3 separate regions of the Mus musculus genome follow, and all the other regions are linked to region 1. A link is a contact called in public Hi-C data. All regions are on one chromosome and are shown on one strand. The core of a region is the stretch at or near the end of the contact, and the rest is flanking DNA. Distances in the headings are between cores, read along the strand shown. Region 1 holds the start of Mab21l2 (mab-21-like 2). Region 2 overlaps Lrba (LPS-responsive beige-like anchor). Region 3 overlaps Lrba (LPS-responsive beige-like anchor).

Region 1 (3,095 bases), core at 168-2,667:
TCTTCATGTGGTAGTTATTGAGCGGCTGGCCAGGCAGCTCCAGGTGGCGGTCCCGCAGCGTCTTCAGCACCGAGAGGCACTTGTTTCTACAGCCGCCCATCAGCAAGCGGTTCTCCGCCTCACCGAACTGCAGCACCCAGGCGTCGCTTTCTGCGGAGCTCTGCTTGCCAGTCAGCGAGTAGCACTCCTTGGAGAGCAAGTTGAACCCTTCGGCCTTGACCTCCGCCACCCGATTGGGGCCGGGCCAGGGGATGTGGGGCATAGGCCACTGTGCCGCGCTGCGAGGCCAGATCCCGGTGCACTTGAACGCTGGGGTGATTTGCACCACGTAGCGCTCCCTGATGCGCAACTTGACCTCACTAGTGTCGGCGATCATCTTGACCACGTCCCGGTAGCTGCACTTGTCCACCGCCTGGGCTACTAGTGTCTGGAAACGCGAGCGGATCTTGCGCGCAGAAAGGTAGCCAGACGCTGTGATGAACTCGACCCAAAGAGACATGCTCCGCTTCCGCCCATCGCTTAGTTTGAGCACGGCACAGCCGGGCAGAGATCCGTCGTCCACGAAGTTGAAGACTCCCATCTGGTTGAGGTAGAGTACCACCTCGAACTCGGTGGGCGAGATTACCTCCAGCCCCTCGTAGCGGGCGTCAATCTCACTCAGAGAGCTGATGAAGCGGGGCTCTTGCACCTCCACTTCCTTTAGCACATCCGACACTACCTTGCAGACTTCTCGGATGGTCTTGGCGATCGCAGCCTTGCGCGCCTGGCAGCGCTCGGTGTAGTATTTATTGAGCTGGTAAACCAGCTTGGCCTGAGCGGCGATCATGTTGGGGCACAGGTCCGGGCTGTACACCGGCGTCTCGCAATACGTTGAGGGATCCAAGGCTCACGCACTGGTGGTGGCCCTGCGGCTGTGGAAAGGCGGTGCGTTCCCCCTGAAGCCCCAATTTCACTCTTGCTTTCCACCTGGGCTGACCGGCTGATGATATAGCCGGCTGGCCTTTTCTTTTCCCTCTTTGGAATTTTCTTTTCTTTCTTCCGCAGAAAATTAGAAATAATATTATTTAGGGGGGAAAGTACCTGCAAAAATAAAGACGAGCCTCTCCTTGTGCGGGAGAGATGGATGAAATCGTGAGAGAGAAAAAACTAGGTTACCAAGAGGCTAGGCTTAGATGTCCGCAGCAGCCACGATTGCCCAGATATCTGGAAATGAAGTCTTATAAGTGCCAAAGTAAATTTAAAAATAAGACAAAAACATTCAGTGGTTCATTCTGAAACTTCTCCCTCGATGGTTGGACGCCTTCGCTCAGCGTAGGTGATGCCTTCCTTACCCTCCCCCAAAAGGAAAGTGAAGGATGTAATTAATGCCCGGAGAGCAGCGAAGTACAGCTCAGGCCGCAGCGCACTCTGAGGTTTGCAGACGCCCCGCGCGGTCTCAGCGTGCTAGTCTCCTCTCTTCTCAGGGGGTTGTGTCGTAGCAGTTTTCCTGGCTTCCTACTGGAGGCGTTGTTTGGATTGGGTTGGTTTGTTTGTGGTGGGTTCTTCCTGCCTTTCTCTAGGTGCAAACTGCTGCAAGTTGTTTGATATTCTTTTCTGCCTCGTTATTTATACTTTTGGCCCTAGCAAAATCTATTTTAGTGTGACTAAATCGTTGCTTACGTTGTATCTGGTGTGCAGGTCTAAGGAGTCCGGGTTTTTCCTCTCCTCTGGGTTGCGTTTGCAGTCTCTACCTCATCCCCCTGTCCTCTGATACCTGCCCCCCACACTTCTCTCTCTCTCTCTCTCTCTCTCTCTCTCTCTCTCTCTCTCTCTCTCTCTCTCTCTCTCTCTCTCTCTCCTTAGTTTATGAATGGTTCTGGGCCACCGTGAAGGGGTGGAGCTTCAGTTCCTACAATCCCTATGCAAGCTGTCAGTGCTTTAGCCAATCCGAGAGAAAGAGAGAGAGAGGACAAGCTTGGGACCTCAGCAGCCACCACACTGCACTTGATAAAGGGGGCGTGGGGGGTGAGAAAATGGGACTAGACAGAAGCCAAATGCTCTCACTCGTTTCATAGTCCCATTTTCTTTTTTATCCTCTTTTCTTACCGTTGCAGTGAGGAGGAGAGTCTTCATAGAAGGGATTCTTCTCTGGGTATGGCTGGATCAATTCCTGCAAAGTAGTAGTGCTTTCAGTGAGCTTCACTTTTGGTTTTAAGTCTCTGAACATTCTGCAGAAGGTGCAGACTCTAACAAACTGTCTTTGGCTTGAAGGCAAATGAGAGCAGGAAGGGGAGCTTAAGAAAGGACTTAAATTTTGTAGTCCCCCCCCCCTTCTCTTTCCCTCCCATCCCATTGTTGCCAAGAGCTGGAGAATTGCTGTGTATGTGTAAAGGAGGGGATAGGATGACAGTCTATAACCATAAATCTCTTGTTAGTAATTTCCATATGCTGTTAAAAATACAGAACAGGACAAAAACTACTCCAGATATGTTTTTGATCCTTATTTCATAATTTAGATTTAGCTATCTTTGTGTCATTATTTTACTCTTATAGGAATTTACCAATAACTAGAGAGAAAATATGTGAGTTTTGAGAAACTGTAAGTTTATATATTAGCATACATTACTTGGTTATACTTGCTGATTGAAATAAGCTACCAAAATAGTTTAGACTTAAATTAAAATGAAGGAAAAAAATGAGCCTGAATTCAGGTTTTCTTAATTTTTTAAATACTGTGACGTTAATTGTGAACATATTCTTGGGCAGTACTGGTTTAGAATAATTTTATTTTCATAATTGATTCTTGCTTTTAAAGGAGTTGACTGGGATAAAAATCTATAACTTTACTGTTATTGATTACCCAGATGGCCTTCCTCCTCCCCTGCATCCCACTAAAACTCAGTCGCTCTTGTTCCTTAGAATATGTGTTATCCTTAACAAGCTGTGTGATTGCTGCCTCGTAGGACTTTTGGAAAAACAAGGGCTGCAGCAAGGTGATTCACTTGCTACTGGGAGTTTATCTCAGAATTTAAGATGCCAGGGCTCTCAGTTGTTTTAATACACTCAGGTAGTTAAGGGCTATTTTTAGGTTGATTTGGCAGATAATATTTAAGCCG
Region 2 (3,095 bases), core at 165-2,664, 120 kb before region 1:
AGAACTCAGCAGAGGGTCTGGGGAGGCTGCTGCACAAATGGGTACTTGAGATATGATCCCTACCACTGATATATAAAACCTGGCTGGTGGCTCTGTGGTGAGTTTCAGTAATCCTGATGCTGGAAAGGCAGAGATAGGCAGACTTCAGAACTCACTGGCCAGAGAGCATAGCAGAACTGTGGGAAGTTCTCGGTTTATTGAGAAATTGTGTCAGGAACAATTAAGGAAGACTTGCAAAGTTAACCTCTGGCTTCCATATGAAAGTAGGTGCATGCACACGCATACACAGATGAATATGTATGTGTGTGTGTCTGTGTGTGTGTGTGTATATATGTGTGTGTGTGTGTATATTCATCTGTGTATGCATGAATGTATATACATATAACACACACAACAATAGATCTTGTAGTTGATATTTTATATCCAACTACAGAAGAAAGTTAAACAGGTTACGAAAATGTCTTAACATATGTATGCCTGTGGGTGCTCATACTGTTTAAGAGTTAGAACAGTATATGTAACATACATCTTTTAAAGTAGTGAAATAATATTGACTCAGAGGTCACCATTTCTATCACTGCCTCTTAAGTCATGTGAGTGCATAGTATTTGTTTATCAAAATTAAACTCACTGTATGTGGCGTAAAAGTAGCTTATTCATGTATTTTAATCCACAGACAAGACAAGGGATGTATATTAAATTTAGAATGTATCTGTGGGGATAGCTAATTCAATCTTATTAGTACATATTACCTCACTTGCTTATCACTGTTTTGCAGTAAAAACACAGACATTCTATTTTCTTAGTATTCTAGTAATGTAATATATTATAGCATTGTTCATCTTGTTGTAAAATTACCCTTTTAATTTTGTTTTTCTTAAATAACTCAATTTGAAGTTCAAATTCTTAGATACATTGGAATGTTTAAAAGAATTTAAATGATGTTGTAGGTAAGCCATCAAGATATAGCTTCTGGTGGTCTGCAACCCTATAGGAGGAACAACAATATGAACTAACCAGTACCCCCCAGAGCTCGTGTCACTAGCTGCATATGTAGCAGAAGATAGCCTAGTCGGCCATCAGTGGGAAGAGAGGCCCCTTGGTATTGCAAACTTTATATGCCCAAGTACAGGGGAAAGCCAGGGCCAAGAAGTGGGAGTGTCTGGGTAGGGGAAGCACCGGAGTGGGGTGAGAGGGCAGGGTATAGGGAACTTTCGGGATAGCATTTGAAATGTATATAAAGAAAATATCTAAAAAAGAAAAAAAAGATATAGCTTCTGGGCTGTCTTCAATTTGTACCTTATGTCAACTCTCTGCCTATGGTGATGCACCACTGCACTGCATACCCGGTGGTTGCACACTTCAGTCTCTTTCCCAGGCCGGTCAGCCCTGCTATCTACCGGAGACCTTACTTCCTGTGCCCCTGTTTTCAGTGTTATTTGTTACACTTTACAAATAATGCTTTGGCACTGTGGTGGTCTAATGTTGCAGTAAATCTCCTCCCACGTATGCCTGGACAATGAAAACACAACACAGTTAATATGACTGCACGCGGTGCGCCCAGATTGGGCAGATCTACACTACCATCTTTCACATCTATGAGACCTCTTTAGAACTTGCAGTTCCCCAGGCCATGTGCTTCTGCTCTGCTTTTCTTCCTCCTCCTCCTCTGCATCCTCTCCCTCTTCCATTTTCTCTTTGCAGGTTTACAGGAAATCACTTGAGTGCTGACTCATTCCTCGTTCAGAACCCCTCATAGGAGAACAGAATTAACATCAAATATAATTAGCCCCAGGGTTATCCACAACAGTCTAACTATTATTATTTCAACAAAAATTTTTATTTATTTATTTATTTATTTGAAACAAGGTCTTACTATGTAGTGCTGGTCCTCCTGGAACTCACTCTGTAGACCAGACTGTCTTGAACTCACAGAGATCCTCTTGCCTCTTCCTCCTGAGTGCTGGGATTAAAGAAATGTGCCACTGTGCCCAGCTTATTCTGGGTAGACTTTTAAAGTGCTACGCACAACTACTAATTTCTTACTGTATTGAAGGGAATGCTCTTTTTTTTTTTTTTTTTAAACCAAATTTGATACTTTTCTTTGGTATATCTAAGAATGCTGTTTTTAAATGCAATTCTTAAAAGTTGCATTTTGCTTAAAAACTTAAACTCCTTGCATAGACTTTTCTGTATTGCTGTGTTCACTATGTTTTGTATGCGTGGCAGCCGTGTTTTAGCCATAGAAGGGCCTGTTTGTGTCATCATTGATATCTCTCTTTATATTCTCAAATTAATACCAGAGTTATGTCACAGACTCACAACTAAGAATTTCACATTTTTATTGCACATTGTTTTGGTTCTTTGCCATGATCCTGGGGTTGAGCTGAGCACCGTGTCCTGCTTAGGCAAGTATCTTCCTGTAGCTCTCCTTCTCCATTGCAAGGTATATTTGTGTGAGAGCTACTTGGAAAATATTTAGTTCTCAATTAAAGGAAACTGGAGACTTAGTTTGAAGTACAATATCCTTCAGCCATTTGAGCTGGATCATTGAACTAAGCAGAGACTTAAAATGAAGCTAACGAAGGATGGTCTCTTTTTCTTCTAATTAATGAGTCTGCACTTTCTCTCAACATATTGGTACAAGAGGATAGATTGGTATAGAGGAAAGCATTCATTTTTCAATGCCTAGTTTGGACTCAAAGTAATTCACAGGGATATAGTATATATAGAATAATTGAAAAGGGTACGATTAGGTAGATCATTTTGACTTGTGTTTAATACTGTAATTAAGAGCTGGACTAAAATACTATTCTTATAAGGGAATAATCTTAAGCCTTTTTAAAAAATGATTTTAAGATAAACAGTACTTTTAACTAGCATTTTTGAAGACCCGTTCTGCTATTGGCACACATTTTTTATCTCAACCTCCCAGAATTTTATTTCTAACTTGTACTGCTCTCCACAGCTTGAGACCTGTATGCACAAAGTGCCTCTCTTTATCTGCACCTGAAATGTCTGGATAGCATGTCCATGTTGGGATTCTTCTGTAACTGCCTTCCCCTGCCATCTGTTGTCTGCTTTCTCCCTGCTGA
Region 3 (3,095 bases), core at 224-2,723, 81 kb after region 1:
TTTTGAGACTAAGCTTGTTGATTTATAATTTTTAAAAAGTTTGCAAAATTATTTTTTATAAGGACTACATTGAGTCTCTGTAAATCATTTTTGGCAAAAGTAATGTATCAAAAATACTGAATTTTATAATCCATGAGTGTGGTATCTTTTTTGGTTTATTTAATTAAATTTGTTACTGAAAAAAATCAGTAATTTTAACTTGTTTAAAAATTTTGAGATATGTCCATTTTTATCTTTTCATCAGATTTGGATTGAATATGTCCCCAAATAATACATTTAGGGACCCAGGTTCAGATTCTTTTAAAGATAACAGCTAAGCCTTATACTGGGTTAATGAAGTCTCCACAAATATAATAAAGCTAAGGTGCAGCCGTTAGGGTGGAACCAGCCCTTATGCTGTGATGTAGATGTGCTCCTGACAAAATGAGGACACCTGGCCCACAGAGAACTGTGACAACAGAAGCTGCGGTCAGAGTTATGCTGCTAAGGAGGGCCCTCCTCAAGAGGCCTCAGAGAGATCAGTGCTCCCTGACACTGACAACAGTCCATTTCAGATTTCTCTGTACCTAGGCAGAGGTAGGTTTCTATTGTTTGGAGCCATTCAGTTGTGGTACTTTGTTGCAGGAGTCCCAGGAAACAAATACACACACACACACTTTTAAATCACGATTTCCTAATAAGTGTATAGGTGCATATTTTGTAATATCTCACATTATGCTTATAGGAATCCTACTGCTTTTTCTGATATTTGTATGATAATGTTGTTTCAGTGACTCTTCACACTATCTTCTTTCCATCTTTAAAAACCTAATATTTGTCTTTATGTTTAACAACTCTATTTTGTATAAAGTGTTTCGTACTATATGGGTTTGTACCCAATCTTACTGTCTCTACACTTTAATTTCAGTGTTGTTAACATTTATACTTAATGCTAATTTTGTTATAGCGTTTTAAAATTATTTGTGTGTGTGGTTTATACATGTGTACTTGTTTGTGTGTATATGTATGTGTGTATATGTATGTGTTTGTGTGTATATGTATGTGGAGACCAAAGTCAATGCCAGGTGTCGTCTTCTATCCCTTTCCATCTTATATTTAGGAGATCTGCGACAAGAGACAGTGTCTTTTTAGTGAATCCAGAGCTCATAGCTTATCAGCATGCCTCAAGGGATTCTCCTGTCTACCCTTCCCACAGCGAGATTACAGGGACATTCTACCACACCTAGATACATGCATAGAATGGATCTGAGTTCAGATCCTTCCGCTTGTGTGGCAGGCATTCGACAAACTAAGCCATTTCCCTTTCCTTCCATGGTTGTTTGAAGTCTTACTTCTCACTTTCTGGTTCTGATGTCACTGTCAGTTCTCTTTCTTATCTCCCTTTATCTGCCCTTTTTGACATTATTATTACAGTGCTGAGTTCTCTGGGACAGGAAAACATTACAGCCTGAGATATGAATATCTTCTGTCTAGAACGTATGTGTTGCTGCTTCTGTGAGCAGTTTGGTCTTATCAATGAGGGCACTGAGTTCTTCAGTGCTTCACAGGCTAGGGTTTCCATTTCACTTTGCCCAGCGGTGCTGGAGTACTTCTCTCAGTCTTCCTGTCCTTTCTGACCTCAGATTCTGGAAGCTTATACATATAGAGAGGCATTTTCCTTTTGTACTGTTTTTTCCCTGCAAGTAAACCTACCAGTGCTGGTGAGAGCACTTGTTAGTTCTCATCCAGATGTAGTGGCAAGCATTCTGGCCTGTGTGGTCCCAGGTAGATCGTCTCAGCATTCTGGACTCCAGCTCTCACGTCACCCAAATGTGCTGGTCATCTGTGATAGGTCTTGAACAGGGGAGATTCTCCTATCTGAGCTCTCCTTTGTGTTGGTTAAAATTTTCAGCAAAGAGAGATTTTTATTTTTTAATTTTTTTGGCATTCTCCAAAGTGAAGGGTTTTTGCTTTGACCTACCCCTGAAGCAGTGTGTCTGCCTCTTGTATTAGATTGTTTTCCTTCTCTTTTCCTGCATTTGCCCAGACTCTGTGTGACAGAATGTGGTGTCTTCCCTATCAGCTTAAAGGATGGTCTCATATGAGAAGGGTTAGTGTTAGTGATGATGTTTTGTGACGATACGGAGGACTGCCTCTGCTCTGTCTTTCCATGTTCATGCTCTCTTGCAGGAGCACCCTGTGCAGACCACTGGGAAAGTATCTCAGACATGCGTGTGTCTTTGGATGTACCAAATCTTCTAAACTCATATGTTTACTCAAATTAGGCATTTTAAGGGTTTATTTTTATTTTTAATTTTTGTTTGCTAGCATTCCTTTGTCAACTTTTTATATTTCTGTACAACGTCTTAATTGATGGTCTTGTCAGTTTGGGGCTTCAGTTCACTTGGTTGTTTTCTACCTCAATTTGCTATGAGAATCTCAAAAAACATTTGGATTTTTATAGACCTTTTCTAGTAGGATGGAAACAGCTTTCTCCAGACCTCTTACTTTTAAACAAGGTCTTACCATGTAACCCAGGCTCATTTTCCTGTCTCAAACTCCATATGTGTACCGCACCTCAGCATGGGCAGAGCAGTCTTACCTTGGTGCCTTCTAATTCTAAGAGAGACATTGTTTTCTCTGATAATAAAATTGTCATGACTTTCCAGTGCTTCTCATGAATATAGTGTGTTACTAAAATAAAATCCTATTGTTAAGCTTTGAATCTGCAGTGTCCACAGAGGAGCATGTTTGAACACCCAGTCTTTGTCTTTATGTTTAATGGTACTTTTTATTTAATACTGTATGGTTTTATACCCAACCTTACAATCTCTACATTTTAAATTTTAGTGCTGGTATCACTTACAATAGTTGTTAATTTCGATGTGATTGTTGATAGCTCTTTCCTTAGCTGGTAGCTCTGTCTTAAGAGACTGTTGAGCATTAGGAGGCAGAACCTAACTGGCAGAAGCGGGTCATTAGTGGCAGGCCTTTGAAGATGATAGCTGTCTCTAGTTCCTAATGGCTATGTGCTTTCTGCTCCTATGTGATGTGAGCAGCCGCCACGTGCTCCTGCCTCCACAATCTGAGCTGCCCAGCAGTGTCTTCCCATTACA

The links. A called contact is a pair of places that touch in the nucleus more often than the background predicts.
Region 2: a contact with region 1 is called in a Hi-C map of the N1E-115 cell line, with 6 times the contacts expected there. The contact joins the enhancer-like site here to the promoter of Mab21l2 in region 1. A contact is called at or near these places in 2 of 39 promoter capture datasets (both in liver), 2 of 484 Hi-C or Micro-C datasets (the N1E-115 cell line and nephron progenitors), 5 of 115 datasets of contacts at active chromatin or transcription factors (embryonic hindbrain, embryonic stem cells, neural tube and 1 more) and 3 of 9 other capture datasets (adipose tissue, liver and pancreatic islet).
Region 3: a contact with region 1 is called in a Hi-C map of the G1E-ER4 cell line, with 5 times the contacts expected there. The contact joins the enhancer-like site here to the promoter of Mab21l2 in region 1. A contact is called at or near these places in 2 of 39 promoter capture datasets (hippocampal neurons and liver), 1 of 15 datasets of contacts at CTCF or cohesin (CD8 T cells), 4 of 484 Hi-C or Micro-C datasets (the G1E-ER4 cell line and liver), 4 of 115 datasets of contacts at active chromatin or transcription factors (T-cell acute lymphoblastic leukemia, embryonic hindbrain and embryonic stem cells) and 4 of 9 other capture datasets (adipose tissue, embryonic stem cells, liver and 1 more).

The regions. Positions count from the first base shown.
Region 1 is chr3:86,546,866-86,549,960 of GRCm38.p6, forward strand. It overlaps Mab21l2 (mab-21-like 2), which reads right to left and starts at 1,418. Exons shown (of 1, transcript NM_011839.4): 1 at 1-1,418. The coding sequence starts at 826. The region is part of intron 40 of Lrba (LPS-responsive beige-like anchor); the gene reads left to right. It overlaps Gm31677 (a long non-coding RNA gene), which reads right to left. Exons shown (of 5, transcript XR_375777.3): 3 at 2,086-2,149.
Region 2 is chr3:86,423,942-86,427,036 of GRCm38.p6, forward strand. All of the region lies in intron 36 of Lrba (LPS-responsive beige-like anchor), which reads left to right. Among named protein-coding and RNA genes, the nearest start is that of Gm25039, 41 kb to the left of the region's middle. Within about 2 kb of position 1,415, at least 5 of the 459 cell types and tissues checked have an H3K27ac peak or open chromatin away from gene starts, as enhancers often do. A contact at or near this core is called in the N1E-115 cell line, where this site is marked.
Region 3 is chr3:86,628,123-86,631,217 of GRCm38.p6, forward strand. The region is part of intron 44 of Lrba (LPS-responsive beige-like anchor); the gene reads left to right. Among named protein-coding and RNA genes, the nearest start is that of Gm31677, 78 kb to the left of the region's middle. Within about 2 kb of position 1,474, at least 4 of the 459 cell types and tissues checked have an H3K27ac peak or open chromatin away from gene starts, as enhancers often do. A contact at or near this core is called in the G1E-ER4 cell line, where this site is marked.